2 separate regions of the Sus scrofa genome follow, and region 2 is linked to region 1. Evidence: chromatin contacts called from public targeted proximity ligation data. All regions are on one chromosome and are shown on one strand. The core of a region is the stretch at or near the end of the contact, and the rest is flanking DNA. Distances in the headings are between cores, read along the strand shown. Region 1 overlaps DERL1 (derlin 1). Region 2 overlaps ZHX2 (zinc fingers and homeoboxes protein 2).

The links.
Region 2: a targeted proximity ligation map of skeletal muscle shows a contact between it and region 1. A contact is called at or near these places in 1 of 47 Hi-C or Micro-C datasets (liver) and 2 of 2 datasets of targeted methods (alveolar macrophages and skeletal muscle).

Annotation. Positions count from the first base shown.
Region 1 is chr4:16,316,909-16,321,563 of Sscrofa11.1, reverse strand. All of the region lies in intron 1 of DERL1 (derlin 1), which reads right to left. Among named protein-coding and RNA genes, the nearest start is that of DERL1, 8.8 kb to the right of the region's middle.
Region 2 is chr4:16,536,430-16,541,084 of Sscrofa11.1, reverse strand. The region is part of intron 1 of ZHX2 (zinc fingers and homeoboxes protein 2); the gene reads left to right. Among named protein-coding and RNA genes, the nearest start is that of ZHX2, 15 kb to the left of the region's middle.

The DNA of each region.
Region 1 (4,655 bases), core at 1,129-3,628:
GACCAGGTGCCTACAGATCTCTAGCATCACATCTCTGTACAATTCCCACTCCTCTGGAGAGAAACCGACCGCCACATTCTCGATTATCACAAGTCCCTGAGAAGCTGCCATTTCCTCCTCTGCTTCCTCCAGCTCTGGGTCACTTTCTCATCAGTACTGCAGCAGCTCAACCCCCAGGCCCGCAGCGAGGAGCCTCGAGGGCCAGAGGGACTAAGACCTGGCCAGATATTGCCAAATGCCTGCAAAAACGTTTCACCAAACATTTCCCCCTAAATGGAGATTAATCCTGTTTTCTCTCCACACTCTCACCGTTTAGTGTATTTTATCTTATTTTTTTATTTTTAAGTTATTTCCCCAATATAATTTTTTTTCCTACTGTACAGCATGGTGACTCAGTTTCACATACATGTATACATTCTTTTTTCTCCCATTATCATGCTCCATCATAAGTGACTAGACATAGTTCCCAGTGCTACACAGCAGGAGCTCATTGCTAATTCATTTAGTGTATTTTATATTTTAACCATCATATTTCTAAAATTTTAGCATTTTTTCATTTTTTTGCTAGATTTGCATTTCTTTACGTATTATGAACTGCCCCTTCTCACTGCTGCAATTATCTTCTCGTCTGTCATTAGACTTATGCTTTCGTGTTATTTTTGCCATATTTTGACAGACAAAAGTTTAATTTTACGTAGGCAAATGTATCCATCATGCATCACACTTACAAGTACTCCACTCCAAGACATCAAAGTGCTCACAGATTTATTGTAACACACTCATGGTTCACCCAAGGAGTGAGAAAGAGATTCAATTTATTTTATTTATTTTAAGGGCCACATCCACTGCATGGGAAGTTCCTAGGCTAGGGGTCAAATTGGAGCTGCAGCTGCCAGCCTACGCCACAGCCACAGCAACTCGGGATCCGAGCTGCATCAGCAACCTACACCAAAGCTTGTGGCAATGCTGAGAGATCCTCAACCCACTGAGCGAGGCTGGGGACCGAACCCACATCCTCATGGATACTAGTCAGGTTTGTTAATGCTGAGCCACAATAGGAAGTCTTCAATTTATCTTTCTAGATGGCCCATAATTTCCCCAATCCTATTTACAAAGTAACCCATCTTTTCTCCATTGATTTGAAAAGCTACTTTTATCATATATTTATTCTCTTTTATATGAAAGTCTACTTTTAGATGACTCTGTTTGGAATTAAATTCCAATACCACTAGCAAGCTATTTTAATTTTTAGTTTGGTATGTTTTCTTCTCTGGTAAAGTTGCATTATTAAATAACACCCCTCTCCTGTTTTTCTTCCACTTGTCAATTTTCTTAAGTAGTCTCAACATTATTTTTCTAAATGAACTAGAACCAACATCTTTATTATTTCAATGTGATAATGACAAATTTCCAGCTGGAAAGAAGTCTTTCATAGTTTTTTCCAAGTTTTACTGAAGTATAGTTGATTTACAATGTTGTGATTGCATAGCTTTTTTTTTTTTTTTTGGTCTTTTTAGGGCCGCACCCACAGCATATGGAGGTTTCCAGGCTAGGGGTCAAATTGGAACTACAGCCACCAGCCTACGCCAGAGCCACAGCAACGTGGGATCAGAGACGCCACGTTGTAGCTGCGACCTACACCACAGCTCGAGGCAACACCGGATCCTTAACCCACTGAGCGAGGCCAGGGACCGAACCCGCAACCTCATGGTTCCTAGTCGGATTCGTTTCCGATGCACCACGACAGGAACTCCTGATTTCATAGCTTTTATATACAGTTTTCTATAGAGCTTTTGCTGTCTGTATCTCTTTCTCTCTCTCTCTCTCTCTCTCTCTTTTTGGCTGCGCCCACTGCGTAGAAAAGTTTCCAGGCCAGGCAGGGATCAGACCCAAGCCACAGCAGCGATCCAAGCCACTGCAGTGATGCTGGATCCTTAAGCCGCAAGCAAACTCTTTTTTATACTCAGTCATTAAAGCTGGATTATCTAATTGTTTGTCACATTTGAAAGCTGAGTTTTTGTACTGTCCAAGTATACAACTCTATCTGTAAATAAAATTTCATATCTTATTCTTATCTAATTCACTGGCTAACACCTCCAGAAAAACGTTAAGTAAGAGAGTGAAGAAGACAGCCTTCCCAGATGTGTGGAAACGCCAACATGCTGCTGGCCCCTGGCTTGAGAGCTGTGTGCCTTATTGCACAGCAGAAAAGTCACAGTCCCCACATTAAGGAGGTCTAAATAATGGGGAGTCTGACCGAAGAAGCAAGAATGGGCACAAGGAAGGGAAACTTTGGTCTTGGAAAAATGAGTACAGAGTCTCAAAGAACTGCAAGAGCACAATAAATGAGTGGATATTGCCAACAATTTGGGCGTGGCTGGAACGGAGGGCAGCAGCTGTGGAGCCTGGCCAGACACAGCTGCTAAGTCATGCTGTCCCAGTACAGGCGTGTGACCCAAAGAGCTTAATTCCCTGGAGGAGGAAAATGCACTTGCATACCCCAAAAGTTACTTTCCAACAACCCTGTATTAAATCAGTAAAACAAAATAGGTTAAAATTCATTTTGACTTATTTCCAGTTTTTTTTGTTTGTTTTTTTTTTTCTTTTCACTTTATGTGCACCCACAGCATATGGAAGTTCGCAGGCCAGGGCCTGAATCATAGCTATAGCCACAACCCACGCTGCAGCTACAGCAACGCCAGATCCTTTAACCCGCTGTGCCAAGCTGGGGATTGAACCCACACCTCCACAGCAACCCAGGCCACTGCAGTCGGATTCTTAACGCACTGTGCCGTGGAGGGAACTCTGGTTTATCCACAATTTTATTACGAAATAGTATCGTCTGATGGAAAGAGCACTGGAAATGATTTTCAAGCTATCACTCCCGAGTCTCAATTTCCATTTGTAAAAGAGGAATGATACACTAATACTTGCTCTATTTTGGTTCATGGTCTTAAAACAAAACAAAACAAAACACTGTGTGCTCTTATGCTCATTTACATGCCCTAACTCAGGAGGCGGATTTTTTAGATGAGGAAACAGGATGAGAAAGGGTTAATAAAAGCTAGTAAGTGGCAGAGCTAAAATTTTGTCCCAGACAGCCTGACTCCAGAGTTTACGATACTAAGCCTCTGTTTTCACAATGCCTCTCACAAGTGACATCATTATTATGAGGTATAATTAAAACTAGTAAAAATTTTCAGTCCTGCTATACTACTTGTATAATCCTGGAATGAACTGAGGGTAAGCCCAGAAATTCACTCTCCTTGTTTATGAAAAGCATTGGAGGAAAAGAAGAGAAGCCAGCCAGCCCTAACCTTGGCTCTAGAGAAGCCCTGAGGCTTTGCGAAAGTCTGGACCAGGTTTGCATCCTCATCTACCCAGTAATGTTCGTCCTTTGACACCCATCTTCCTCATCTCACATGTTTTGTAAAAGCTTGGCTCTAAGAAAGTAGATTAAAGCTGTATTTTGTAAAAAAAAAAAAAAAAAAAAAAAAAAAAAAATTCTGTGGGTGGAAGTCAATTATTACAATCTTTTAGGAGACATGTGCTGACCTGATTTTTACGAATTCACATTTTAAATATTCCTCTAAGTTACTCCAGGCCTGATTTTGGAAAAGAATCCTCGGGGTTTTGTTCTGACTATATTTTTCACTCACGCTGATGACACGACACTATTTTTAGCTACTGTGTGCACCTGTGCTTTGGAAATCAGCGGCTGTCAAAATACCCCACTTCTTTTCCCGGTTCATTAAGCTTACCCTTGAGTTATACTTGCCTTCACTGATCTAAGGGACGCAATACTATTTTTGCATTGCTTTAAAATGATAATTTGAAAATACCAGGAGATAGCTCCTCTCTTCAAAAGGACACAGAGTAATTAATATATTTCTGAAATACCCACTGAAGGTTCCCAACTAAATCCCTCCCTCTCCTCTGATATGTAAGCAGGATAAGGAAATGGCTTTCTTTTCAGGGCAAGGAGTGGTGAAGGCCCATTTTCAATCCTAGAAAGTCTGCCCCATCCCTAAAAAGGCAGCCAGGGGCCAGGCAGAGAGCCTGGGACTGCAGGCAAGCATCTTGTTTGAACCCCACAGTAATCCCAGGGCCAGAAGCATAATCCCCCGGCTTTTTCATGAGGAAAGCTGGGCCCTCATGAGAGCTGAGATAACCCGCCCAGAGTTCTGCACGTAACAAGAGCAAGAAGCTCACGTGCTCACTGGCACAGAGGCCTTCAAAGAAACATCAGACGTGTTCGTTAACCACCAATCCAACGTCAACCATCCTTGAATGAAAATCTCCCAAACTGAAATCATTACAAATGCCAGAGGATTAGAGTCTAGAGCAGGTTGTTTTAACCATCAAAAACAAAGATTTTTCTTTTCTTTTTTTGGGGGGGGGGCGGTGCACCTGTGGCATGTGGAAGTTCCCAGGCTAGGGGTCAAATCAAAGCTGCAGCTGCCAATGTACGCCACAGCCACAGCAACACCAGATCCTTAACCCAATGAGTGAGGCCAGGGATCGAATCCACATCTTCATGGATACCAGCCAGAGTCTTAACCCACTGAGCCACAATGGGAACTCTACTTTTTTTTTTTTCCAGAGTTTTCTGAAACAATAAGGACTGGTTGATTTGGAGTTAAAGAAAGCCTACA
Region 2 (4,655 bases), core at 830-3,329, 220 kb before region 1:
CTGGCACCCTTGTGTTGGCATGAATGCATCTCTGACCTGTGTGCCACGAGGCCGCCTCTGAGCCACTGCAGTTTGAGGGATGTCCCTGGTCTGGAAATTTGACTGGGAGCCTCACCCCCTCTCCCATGGGAGAGCCGTCACCCAGCGACCAGGAAATGGCCTGAGATGAAGGAGACTGGCCATCCATGCCCTCCCCAGACCTGCTGAGCCTGTTCTGAGAGCGGGAGGAAGATCCATCACAGGGCCCAGCACTGGCTCTCCTTCAGCTCACCGCTTTCCCGAGCTGGGCTGCAGATTCTCCAGGTCAGGCTGCGTTACCTCCAAAGCCAGACTGCCCTTGCTGTGCTCCCAGTGAGAAGATGCCTGATGGGCAATACTTGTGGGGGCCAAGTTGAGCCAGGGGAGGGATAGCCTTGGGTCCTTTGTGCAGAATTGATGGTCCCCTGGTTTTCCCCAGCTGGGCCAAGGGGCCCTGTAAGTGGCCTGGGTTATGACCATATCAGCTTGCTGGTCTTTTGGGATTCGGGAGGGATGCGCTGACTGATCCTGATAGGGGGCTTGGGGAATCCCATCAAGGCTTCTGGATAGAGAAGGTCTGTTTCAGTTGCAAAAATGATGGAGATGATGGGAGCCTTCTTGCTCGGTTTGGTCAGAAGCCACGTAGATTCTGTGCAAGGCTAAGTAGACACATCTCTCTTAACAACTGGAGCTCAGTGGTCCTGCCCCAGAGGAAGGCGGCTTGCTGGCCCAACCACAGGACCAAAGCCGCTCAGACCTGGCTGGTGCCCTCCCCAGCCCTGCACACACACCATGCCTGGCACACCCCTGCTGGCACACCGTGTGTGAGGACCATGACAAGACCTCAGACTTGCTGGACAGACGGGCTTTCCACTTGGCTTCCCGCACCCCATCTCCCAGCCCCCACCACCTGAACCCCTAGCCCTGGCTGAGGACTTGCTCAATAAATAGCTGTTTAATTGATGAACAGAATTGAATAAAAAGGAATCTGTGTGTGTTGAAATAGGAGGGGGAGTCATGCTTGGCCTGACTACCCAAAAGCGGATGGAAACTCTTCCAAAGTTGGGCTTTTGTTGTTGTTGTTGTTTTTCGGGGGTTTTTTTGCATCTGGTTTTTTCAATCAGAGGGAAGGAGGAAGTCTTACTGGAAGGAAAACATGTCTTGGCATCTGTCACCATTCTCTCCCCGCCTGCACTCCACTGACGTGTGGTTCTCAAACGCCAAATCCGATTGTGTTCCACTAACCTAAAAGCCCCCTGGTCAGCATTGCCCAGGAGTCATCATAAAGTCATCATGAACCTTTTAGGGGCTTTGCAGGGAGCAGAAACAAGTTAAAGGGGTCGGTGGGATGTGGTGGGAGTGGGTCAAAGTAGAAAAAGCATACATCCAGTCTCAAGGGACTCAAAATCAAAAAATTTCACGTGGGCTTTCCTGTCTGTTCCAAGGACTGCTGCTTAGTACCTTCTAACCTGTAGGATCGAGTCCAGATTCCTGACCTTGGATGGTGGCTCTTTGAGAGCCAGCCTCTAGCCACCAGGCCTATTTTGCCACAAGCACTTCCCCTCTGCCATGTGCGCCACACTTCAGCCGTGCGTGACCGACCTCTGAATCCTGGCTGTGCCATCCTCTCTCTCTTTTCTTTCTTTTTCCAACCGGAGGTCCTTCCGCCCAGGACGATTCATCCCCTAAACTTAGCAAAAGCTACTCGTTCCTGCTGGAGGGTTATTGCTGTCTCTTCTGAGAATGTAGTGTGCCGTGGAAATAACCCCTTAGAAATCTGAGCGTGTGGGTTTTGAGCAGCTGGCACATCTGTCTCCCTGAAAAACTCTGAGCCACCCCTCCACCCCAAGGCCAAATTTCCTCTGTCTTCTGATTCCCAGCACCAGCCCAGGGCTGGCCCACCAAGCAGGTTCAAAACGAACCTCTCTGGAGTGACTGGATGGCTCTATACGGGAGTGAATGATTCTTTGCCCAAAGCCTGTTTGGGAGCCTGTGTTCTGGGCCAGCATGAGGGTAGTTAAATAGACTTGGCTGCCCACTGCTGCCCCTGGTGGCTGGTCCTTGACAGTGTTTGGAGAGACAGACCCTGGACCATTTCGTCACAGGAAGCGGTCAGGGACGCTTCCTTCCCAGGCTGCCTTTGTCCCAGCTTTGGGACCTCTTGGCCAAATTCTGCCAATCTGCCTGCCTCCCTGGCTCAGCCCCGCTGCCCCATCTGGACAGACATCTGGCTTCTGTGTGCAGCCGGCTCCCCTTCTTTGTTTCCTTTCTGGAACTCCGTGGCCACCTTTTCATGTGGCATCCAGAGCAGTACCCTAGGTGGCACTGGAGAAGCTTTCTACCACTTCCAAGAGTAAGGGGGTTTTTTGGCCGAGTCTGAACTTGAGACCAAACTCTAAAGGTGGTAGGACAGGACAGACCGATTGAGTGTTGCCGTGTGCCAACCCTTGAACCTGGCGTGTTGTATACTCCACCTTGTTTGCTTTGCTTTTATTCCCCCAACAACCCACTTGGTAGAAACCTTTATACCCATTCTACATATGAGGAAATTGAGGCTTTATGAAATGAACTTGATTTAAAACCAGGCCCGAGTGACACCAGCACCCAGGTTCTTGCCACATCACAGCACTGGCGTGTTAGTTAAAGGTTATGAAAGACTCTGTTAAGTGCCTTAATGAACAGGATCCAGAGATGCTGGCCCTGCATGTCCTTTCAGAGTTTGCTATTTTGCTCATACGAGAGCTGCGTGGCGAGAATGCCTAACAGGGCATCTTTTCTCCTTCCCTTGAAAGATGCTTCCTGGCACCAATACAGCTTCTCATTCTCAAGGTATTTGTCCTCATACAGTTTTGTCACCAATTTTTTTTTTTTTCCTCTGGGGAGGGAAGAAAATACTTGTCACAAGAGTGATGGCCAGTTTACTAAAACTCAATCTTACTGGGCCCATCTTAACACAATAGGAAAAACAGGTGTTGAGATTTCAGTCATGTGTGTATTTTTGTTGTTATTGTTTTGGGGAGGGTTTTTTGGTTTTATTTTGTTTTGTTTTTGGCCACATTCAGGGCATATGTAAGTTCCCGGGCCAGGGATCGAATCTGAGCCACAGCTACAACCTACGTCACAGCCACGGCAATGTCGGATACTTAACCCACTGCACCGGGCTAGGGATTAAACCCGCGTCGCAGCAGCAACCCAAGCTGTTGCAGAGACAATGCCAGATCCTTAACCTGCTGTGCCACAGGGCGAACTCCATGTGTGCGTGTTTTAAGTTAATAGTGAATAACTGGCCATTCTGTGACAAACACGCATGAACCCTCTGGACAGGCACTGAGTAAGATGTACAAGTGTCAGGTTAGGCTAAGTTATAATGAAGTGACAAATAAGCCCAATAGCCTAGTGACTTAACCAAGCAAAAATTATTTCTAACCTGCATGAAATACACTTCAGAGACTGAGCTCTTCAAGGCAGCTGTGCCTTAGGGATCCAGACAGCCTAAATTTTTTAGCCACATCGTGTCAAACAATTGGCTTTCAGATCGCTGGAGAAGAGAAATTAAAGGGTCACATACACACTCTTTAAACATGTCACTTGGGCTCACACGGCCCTGCCTCATTGCAAGGGACCTGGAAAGCGTGGGGAGCACGTGAATGTTTGTCAAAGAGGGTGTGTCTCTATCCAGTAAAGTCCCAGGCTGAGTGGCTGTGCTGCTTCTCAGCCTCGCTGAGTCTCAGGGAGCGAAGGACACCAGTGGCACAGCCCAGGCCTGCACGGGGCTCCCTACCACTTAGTCTGGCCACGTTTGACTCTAAGGGTAGTAATCAAGTGTCTCCCCACCAGGGCATCTGGGGAAGTGGTCATGCTGATCCCAAAGGCCACTGAACATGAACGTGAATTTTCTTACAGCGTGTTTACCTTTCTTCCATTTTCTAGAGTGCCAGTATAATTTGGTTCTGCCTGGGGCAGCCAGCCTGGCATAGAAGAAACGAAAATTTAATGAGGGCCTCATTACTGCCAAGCACAAATGACACTGAGCACAGGAGTCACTTTAATGGCTGGTATTTACCACAAGCGAGCATGCATTGTGCCAGGTGGATTCTCAGCACTGGTGGATTAATTTCCGTTCTCCAGGAGTTCCCTGGTGGCCTAGTGGTTAAGGATTTAGGGTTGTCACTGCTGTGGTTCAGGTGTGATCCCTGGCCTGGGAACTTCCGTATGCCATGAGTGCAGCCAAAAATAAATGAATAAGACAGGACCGTTAGAAAAATACTTATATATTCTACGCACCTCCCCTCTGAGAGTTTAACTGTGCCTTTCTTCCCAAGAGAGTCCTGATTATCTGCATGTAATAGATGAGAAAACCGAGGCTCAGAGACGTGAAGGAGCACAGCCAGCTGGGAAGGGGCAGAGCTCGGCTTCTCAGGCAAGTCTAGCTGATTCTAAAGGCAGCGCTGAATTTGTGAGGTTGGGAGTGTGTAGGGGATGCAGAAAAGGCCAGGGATTAAATACCAGGGCTGTTCGGGCGAGTCGTGAAAGCCTTTTGTGGATTCAGCTGTGCCTGTGCATTCCAGGAGGGTGTCACAAGTGGAATGGGTGCTGGACGCTTCGTTTATTCATGTAAGAAATATGCCAGTTCCTAC